Linked DNA regions of Anser cygnoides: region 2 is linked to region 1. A link is a contact called in public Hi-C data. All regions are on one chromosome and are shown on one strand. The core of a region is the stretch at or near the end of the contact, and the rest is flanking DNA. Distances in the headings are between cores, read along the strand shown. Region 1 overlaps SKI (SKI proto-oncogene). Region 2 overlaps PLCH2 (phospholipase C eta 2).

Region 1 (4,502 bases), core at 875-3,374:
CGAGGGTGTGTTTTCCTTTGCTGGGATGAGTGTTCACGTCGGCGTTGTAAAAGCATCTGGCGGCGTCTGCGTGAGGCTGCTCAGAGCATGTCTAGACAACGCAGCGGTGAAACTCCTGGCAGCCGCCGGTACCTTATCTGCACCTTGCTAGCAGCGCCGCTGGGACGGCGCGAGCGCCGCGGCTGCATCGAGGGGGCTGAGCCGAGCACGATTCGGGGACCCGACAAGGTCCATTGTCCATTCTTACTGAAAACTCATGTCATTTTTGTCTCCTAGCTTGGATATTGTGCCGAAGTTCAGGGTTTCAGTGGCACCGTGTACAGCAAGGAGTGGGCTGGCTCCCTGCTGCCGGTGATAACGAAGGACTGGAACTCACGCTGCTGGCTTAGCCGGCCCAACTGCTTTGCCACCGAGTTGCATCTCCATGCAAAGTGTTAGACCCAAAAAGCCTCATTACACTCTCTTTTTTTTTTTTAAAGGCAAACTGAGCTCCTGAACTTCATGCTGTAATTCTTACTGAGAGGGAGCTCTCATGGAAGAGTTGCACTAAATCTGATGGGGTTCTTGGAAAGAAATTAAAGCATGGACAGAAGTAACTCCAACTGGGCTGCAGGAAATCTATCGATAGGGTACTATCAGTTGCTAAGCTGATCTGTTTCATCTGAGTGGCCATAGAGCACTTAAATCAAATTGATTTTCACATAAAGGAAGCATTACTTTAACGTGTAGTAATATAACATGCCTTTATTTTAAACTTATCAATTATAACGTTAATAATACATTCTGTGAACCACTAATTTGCATCTGTTTTCTGAATTTTGGAAGTACAGATTAATAAATATGTATCCCTGTTTTTATTTTTTGTGCTGTTCCACTCAGTTTCTACTATAGTCAGTGCTTGTCACTCTGGGGGTGGAAAGAATTCAGTCCATTATTATCTTCATGTACACCTTGGGTAGGCAGGTATGTTCTTGTCTTCATCGCCACTGCAGATTCAGCCTCAGACTGTTCCTAAAATCACCTGTTCAGATGTTTTCTGGAGCATACGAGGTTAATTTGAAGGTTTGGGGCTTGGGACTCGTTCGGCAGTTCTCACTCAGGCAATCAGCAGGCGTACTAATTGGAACCAGTTCACCCACAAACCACAGAAAACTTGTCTCTGTATCAGACTTCCTCCTGTGCGTGCTGGCGGTGCTTGCAGCCGGGGGGAAGAGGGGCAGATCCTGAACCGACACACGCCGGGGTTAACGCGGAGTGGCTTCAGTGAGCTTGTGGCCATGCCCCCACATTTACAGGACTGTGCCAAAGCCGGGGACTAAGCCTGTTTTGGCACTGCAGTGTTTTTGTTTTGCTCGATAACTAGGTTTTGGTCCCGTAGGTGTTTGGGGGTGCTCCGATCGGGGCAGATCTTACTGAACAGGGCACGGGTTCCTGCAGCTGGAGCTGCCCCTGGACAGGGGGGCTTTTGCCTGCTGGTTGCTCCATGCACCGTTGGGCTTTCATTTTGCCATAGATCTCTAACAGGGTGGGTTTTTTGTTCTTTTATGAGATTTGTCCATCTCTCTGTTTCAGCATTTTCGCTTATTTTTTTCTCCTGACCGGGAGATCTCTGAAGCTGGGACAAGGGCCAGCCTTGCTTTTCCCCAGTGCAAACTGAAGGGCCATAAACTTGGCCTCGGAATTGCATCAGGTGCAGCGCTTTGAACATGCCTCGTGTGCCCACGTTGGGCAAACCTGCTGGCAGGCAGCTACCAGCCGCTGTGCGCCCGGCTAATTGTGCTGCTCTGACCTTTGCTTGGATGAGGTAACGAAAACAGATACAAATTCAAGCCCTGATCCTGCCAGCGTTTCATGGCCAGGGCTCTGGGAGAAGCCAATGGGAATTCCCCCGCATAGGTCTCTTATCGCTGCCTCCATCTCTGGCTTGGTCGCTGTCACTTTTGTTTGGGTTTCTCCAGGCTGGGTGCGTATTAAAACAACCTGTTAAGCAGCATAATGGCATTTTCTGTTAAATGCAGGCGTCCTGCCACCCTTACTTCTGTGAAGTAGTCTTTTAGTTGCTCAGTTATACTGAAAGTCAGGAGAGACCTCCACGAGGCCAGAGGTTGTGCATAGGTAGAAATTGCAGCCTCGCTCTGTATGCCGGAGATAAGCAGCAAAGAAGCGAATCGATAGCCCGGGTTCTGGCTTTGTTGTTCATTGATTGATGTACAGTTACCTTTGCACAGGCTTTGTAGAAAATGTGACATTTATTTATTTTTTAATTGAAACCGCTTCTGTTTTGGTGCGACAGTCATTTGGACTGGAAGCACAAGAGTTGCTGAGGTTTTACGCAGCAGCAGCGCCACAAAACAAAATCACCAGGTAGAGCCTAGCGCTTGGCTTGGTTTTCCTGGGGAAGATTTCAGCGATACGTGCAGAAGACCTGCACCCCTGCGCTTTGTTCGTCGCCCTCTGTTCCGTCAATGGCATCGTTTTAGAGAATACGGTCATTGACTTGGATTGCTTGTTGGTTTCTCAACCCTTTTCACCAGCCAGTTTGTGTAATGTCTGTCTGAAATGTTGAGTAAGGGCATTGAAAGAGCAGACAGGATATCAAGTGTTAGGAAGTCTGGGTTAAGTATAACAGACAGTTCTGGCTGCTGGAAGGGGAGCAGCCCCTTGAGCTCGGTTACAGATCGGTCTCTGTGGAAACTGCAGGCTCGGGGCTCTGCGTCGCTCTCCCAGCGCTTCCCCCCTACACCTATATAATTAATTGTGTGTGGGTGCACCTCTTTTCTAGAGATGTCTTCCTTGTTTCTTTGTGGCACTGAATTGTCTGTAATAATGTCTCTTTCTAAGGATTACATAAGTTTAAGATGATTTCTCCACTGGGAGAATTATGCAAGTTTAAACTGAAATGTATTTAGAGAGCTTTTATGGATGTGTTTTCTGACTCGCAATGCAGAGGGTGATTTATTTGCATCCTTAATTGGACAACATCTGCTGGGGTTGGAAGAAGAAACATTTCCTATCTTTCCACTGTCATAACCTGTGTTTTCGTGAAGCTCCCTTCACTCACTACATGGTCATGGCTCTGACTCTTCGTGCCCAGGTGGAATCAGCCAGGAGCTCAAGTTGGACACATCTGGGGAGGGATCTGCAGAATTTGTGAATCATATCTGGGAAAAAAAAGCGATATGTGCCAATGGCACTGATAAAATCAGAAATAATAACACCTGTTTTCTGTCTTTGGATTTTCTCCTTTTGTAAGATGTTGCCTTTATTGCCATTAAACAGAAAACAGGGGCGGTGAAGCTTCCCAGCTCTGTCAGCGAAGACAAGGGTCTAAAATATTTCTGTAATGCTGCTCTTAGTGAGCTGTGACCATTCAGTAAAAACTTGCCTTCTGGTTTTCAGCACAGTTACGCTGTTCTGTGACACCTAACGCAGGAGAAGAAAGCGACTGCACTCACGTGCACTTACTGAGCTTGAAGAGGCCAAAGTAGCCTCGGTTAAATGGGAGCTGCGCGAGGCTATTTGTGTGACCGCATCCTGCAGTCCGAAATCTGGCACCTGACCTGTGCCTGCAGCCCCGATCAGTTTCACTGGGGGAGCTGCGCAGATCGAAAGAGCTGCCCATGCAGATCCGATTGCAGAAAGGGGATGGTGATAGTCGTTTTCTTTCTATTATTATGTAATACGGGAGTGCTGAGTATCTTGGACCGCATACATAATGCTTGTAGATGAGTTTTCCTGGATCTAGCTAACACAATTAATTCTGCTGTGGGTATTAAAATATATACATTGCGTGTGGATCCTGCTGCTTACTAAAACAGAGATTGTAGTAGTACCAATTAGAAACAGTGAATTACTTCAAATAATTAAAAACCACACTCCTTTACATATTAACTTTTGCTAGGTCCAGTATTTTATTTGACAAGTATCTTTAAAAAACAAAATGGCAAAATCCTCTGGGTTATTCCAGAGGTTTTCATATTTATAGCAGTAGAATAAATTTTAGAGCTTTTATACAGAATAATTGGCCAGAGAATAGACAGTATTGTGGTCTGATTTCAGTAGCCTTCATTGATATTATGGACTTCAGATTTACACTTCTGTTATTAAGAATTTCTCATTGTTGTATGTTAAGCATGCTTTTCTAAAATCCCTTTGCTCTAGAGTTGACAAACTTGCCTGAGTTGAAAGATAATGGAGTCTCGTGTAAGTTGGAGGAAAAAAAAGAAAAAAATTTCACCATTGTTAACTCCCCCCTAGCAGTTTCAGTTTATTTGGTGGGTGTGAATTATCTCACCCATGCTGCTATGATTTAGAAATATGCTTTTGAAATAAATGCATTTAGAGTGGTGCAGAGCTGCTGTGAGAAGTAAATCAGACTCAAAAGAGCCCAGACTGCAGCATTAGGTCCATTATAGATATTTCTTTGTTCCCATTCATTCCCTAATAAGAAACATGCCGTGCAATGGGTTCTTGCACTAATACATCCAAAGATGTAGCTTTGC
Region 2 (4,328 bases), core at 785-3,284, 270 kb after region 1:
TGTGATCCGAGTTGAACAGCACTCCTTTGCCCAATGAAGAAAGTAATTTAAATCAGATTTCGTAATTCAGAGAAGTTGTGTTCCAGGGTCTGATTCTCTGTTATCTTGCACTATGTGACAGTGCAGCTGGAATGTAGAGGAAAAATTTTAATACATGGTATGGTGGTTTGTACTGGTGGATATAATAATGCTGGTTCTCCAAGTTCTACTACTTGATAGTGAACAAAACTTTTTGTGAATTAGTTTCACATGGAAAATTATTAGATCAAAGTATTATAGGAAGAGAAGCTGGTGGAATGGAATACAAAAATTTGAATTTTTTTTTTTAGACTCTGTCTGCCTTCATTTCCTTTATCAGCTTTGTTCTGTAAGCTGTCCAAGACCGTGGTTTTGGGGTTTTTCCTTTTTTTTCTTTGTAGTTTCAAAGTCATGCATTTTTATCCTCAGCTTCATGTGTGTGGTTGGGGGAGATGTATGCAACTATATGGGGGGGACTGTTTATAAAGAATGAAGAAATATGTATGTAGGTGTGTGAAGCTAGAAGTATTTCAGCAACAAATGAAACTTTCTTGAAAAGAAAGGGCCCGCATTGCTGTAGCTGGAAGGCAGTGGCAATTTTACATAGAAAATTATGGCAGTAATTAACATATGAATACACAAATTACCTTAAAGGAAAGAAACTTTCTGGGATATGCAAAATTGAATCAAAGATGGATCTTTTTTTTTCTTTTTTTACAGTTGATTGGATGTGGCTAGATGATTTCCATCCAAGGCATTTATTACTGCTTCTCTGATGGAAATAAAAATGTCTGTTTTACTTGTAATGATTCAAAGAGGTTTATTGGAATAGCACTAACCTACTTTTTCCAAGCATCCTTATTTTTATCAAGCCATCTAACAATACAAAAAATAGCCTAAATTCTAATTTCATCCATTGTTCCTGTTTCTAAAGGAAATGATTGAAGTCTGGAAGCTTGTTATAGTGCGTTATAGGTGGGAACAGTTCTTTCTATAGTCAAGGTAGACCTAATAAATAGCTATGTGGGGAAGTGGAGAACCCTTTTTATAAAGTGTAGGATCATCTGATGCGAAGTCCACGTCACTGCTTAGAACCCAGACCTTAAATCTGTAGGGAATTTCCAACCCTTTTATGCATCGTGTAATCCGTCTGTTCTGTTGGGGTGGAGCACTTGCCTTCAGCACATGCAAGTGTAGTGAAGGCATTGGATAGCTACATGGAAAACGGCAGGCTGTGACAAATCTTTACGCATGCTTAGACAAAGTTCTGACTTCCTTTTCTGTCGGATGTCTGTACACCGCTATCGGGCAGCCTGCATGAGCGTTCGCAGGCGTTATTTTGAGCGCAGACATCCAAACAAGCAGGGCTAATGCTTCGCGATGGTTTTTAGGTTCTTGGTTTCTGTTGTGCTGCAGGAGGCGTAATGGCTCACGGAAGAGCAGTCGTAGCTGAAGTCCATGCTTGATTCTTTTATTTTTTTCCAGATAGAAATTGAGCCAGAATGTTGAAGTTTTCACTTGAGAGATTGATTTTTGTATGCCTGCTTCTGAGCTGGCCCTGCATTCTTTTGTTTGTCACAGCCTCACCTGTTTCCATTTAATAAAAAAACAGCTCCTGGAGAATCTTCTGACATCTTCATAGCTGTCATGGAGCTCTGGACTGCCTCAGAAATTAAGAGGGAAATCAGGTGGGAAGGTGAAGGAGCTTTACATGTTAATGATCCTGGGAGAGTGCAGAAACCGTGCAGTTCCCATCTCTTCCAGGTGGCGTTTGCCAAGGGCCCTTGCACAGAAACTTGCAGTACCACTTTTTGTGTTGAATCTGAAGTTAAGAGGATGTGCCCTCCTTGCAGGACTAGTTACTATAAAATCACTTAAAAGAAGCTCCTGCCCCCCTCCTCTCCTTCAGCCCCCACCCCATACCACACACGCTCTACAAGCTTGTTCTTCCAGAATTTCCTAGTGTCCTCCCGCAGTAGCAAAATCAAGTGTAGGAAGACAGTGTGTGTAGATGCTAGAACATATTTTCTAGATGTTTTCTCTGCCTTTAACTGAAGGAATGTAACTTATTAAAAAAAAAAAAAATATAGCAAGGAATGGAGTCTGACCAACCAGTGGAAGGCTACAGTGGAGCATGTAACTGAGGTACCTCGAAGATGAAGCCCTAGAGCCTGCAGAGGTGGAGAGTGAAAAACACAGACTCTGACTCTGGAAACGTGTTAAATGCTGGTATTGTTTAGTGGGATTGGTGCAAGAACTGAATGAAATATTTTCTTCTACTTGATTTGGTGTGTCAGGGATGTGACTACACTGGACTCTATAAGGGTAGCTGGCTAAGAGTGGAGCTGTGCCAGATACTGAACAGAAAGCATAAACCAGGTTGTCGGGTGGCTGAAATGGCCAGAAAGGCTTGTGTAAGCTCCTCTGGCTTTGGAGTGAGTCTTTGGTAGAGATGGGGTTTGCCAGTTGTTGTAATGCCCACTTGGAAATCGCTTAGTGGACTGGGTGCTGTTGGCTTTGGATGAGATTGTGGTCTGTGACTGGTTTGGGGGCATCCTTAGTTAAATCACTCAATAGTTTTGTGTCTTCTGCAGCGTACAGGATCCTACCCCCTTTCTTTCTTCCTATTCTATGAATTCAGAGAGATACTGAGTGAGACAAGAGGTGACTGATGTATGTTATTTATTGACTAACACAGTACTAAAGTCCAGGAAAAGGTTGTGAGCAAAGCAGAGCTGCCCTTTGACATGTATTTGATTAGGACCTAAAGGCATATTACATTGTGGCAAGTTCATTAGTCAGTGTTTGTGTGTGTCACTGCCCTGTAGTTCTCAAAGTGGAAATGGATCCAGTGGTTCCTAGGCCCCTTCCTGCTAATGGGGAGTGAAATTCTTTAATGAAAGAAAGAAATTTGGATGTTTGGGGGGGGGGGGAGGCCTTCCCTTTGAGCTGCCAAGTGTGAGCATGTTTTTCTTGTTTGCAGCATACAAATCTAGCAGTCACTTTCACCAGCTCAATTTCTGTCTTATAGTAGGGTGGTGCAAAGAAAGACCTGCTTGAAAAGAGCCCATGCTTTTGATTCTGTTTGGGTTCCTTACTTTGATGAATGAAAATGTTGTTAACTGTGCAAATCTGATGGAACCCTTTGCCCAGCCTTACATCCAAGATGAAGACTTACTGAACTTCTGTAAATGTCTGAAAGATCGTCTTTATAGACGATGGCATTAGGAGAACGCACACAGAACAATATTTTATCAGTATTTTATAAGTACATTTAATATATGTACTGAAAGATGGATGGAATCACCTTTGCTTTCAGTCAGTTTGATATCATAATTTCACTAGCAGTAGTTACCATAAATTGTTACTTTTTGCTTCTCTAGTTAACAAAATGTATTCATTTTATTATTTCCTGTCCTCCTCTCTCACCGCCCTTCTGCTGCTTAGGGTTTGTATCCAGTCCTACTAAGCACCCTCAGGAGAAAGCTGAACAGTCACACAGACTTGCAAAAGGAAAACATGTATCACTACCTCCTTTTTACCTCCTCCAGCATGAGTTGCTCCATAATATCTACAAGGTGGATCACTACGGCAATAAACTTGTGTACAGAGCTAAAGGAGTTTGATTAAAGGTCACATGCGCTGTTCTTTAAAGAAACTCCTTTCTTTTTAGATGAAGTTTTACAGTATTTTTTGTAGGGCTTCTGGAAAGTGGCCAGGACTGCTAACATAATTAGGAGGATTAAGATTATCAGTATTATAAATCTCTTGAATACAAATGGCATCAGAGCCCATAATCTGTTTCTCTTCTTTTAATGTGACTCACTAATTCCCAAGTGCAGCAAAAGCTTAGTCGTCCCAGCAGGAGTCACTTCCTGCCCGTCTCCTAACAAGGAGATCTTCCTCTCCCCAATCCTTCTCCAAGGCTTTTTTGTCCTTTGCGGTATATAGTGTGAAACTTGCTGCTTCAAAGTACTCGTGAGCCAAGCTATTGGATGAGATTGAGATCCTTGTTAATTAGTTCTTTGGTCTATAATAAAAATTTTCAGTTCTCCCTTGCTAATATGAAATGCAGATGTTCCTTAGGACAGAATAGGTTGCCGTGTGCTGTTTCCATTGCCTTTTCCAATAGGTTTGGGAACTGGCTAGTGACAAGTAAAGCCTATAAGACAGTTTTTTGGCAGCTCTGGATAAATAGGTAAGATTACAAATTAGTCTGCCCTCTACGTATCTTCTTAGAGAATTTGTTTCAATTTTAAGTTTAGCTTTGTAAAGTAAATGCTCAGGTCGTATGACACAGTCAATATAAG

Evidence for each region. Hi-C and Micro-C count contacts between places; a contact is called where the count stands out from the background.
Region 2: a contact with region 1 is called in a Hi-C map of liver, with 5 times the contacts expected there. The contact joins two enhancer-like sites. A contact is called at or near these places in 2 of 7 Hi-C or Micro-C datasets (both in liver).

What each region holds. Positions count from the first base shown.
Region 1 is chr23:6,506,202-6,510,703 of Taihu_goose_T2T_genome, forward strand. The region is part of intron 7 of SKI (SKI proto-oncogene); the gene reads left to right. Among named protein-coding and RNA genes, the nearest start is that of FAAP20, 37 kb to the left of the region's middle. Within about 2 kb of position 2,125, at least 2 of the 3 cell types and tissues checked have open chromatin away from gene starts, as enhancers often do. A contact at or near this core is called in liver, where this site is marked.
Region 2 is chr23:6,773,652-6,777,979 of Taihu_goose_T2T_genome, forward strand. All of the region lies in intron 3 of PLCH2 (phospholipase C eta 2), which reads left to right. Among named protein-coding and RNA genes, the nearest start is that of PLCH2, 8.5 kb to the left of the region's middle. Within about 2 kb of position 2,035, at least 2 of the 3 cell types and tissues checked have open chromatin away from gene starts, as enhancers often do. A contact at or near this core is called in liver, where this site is marked.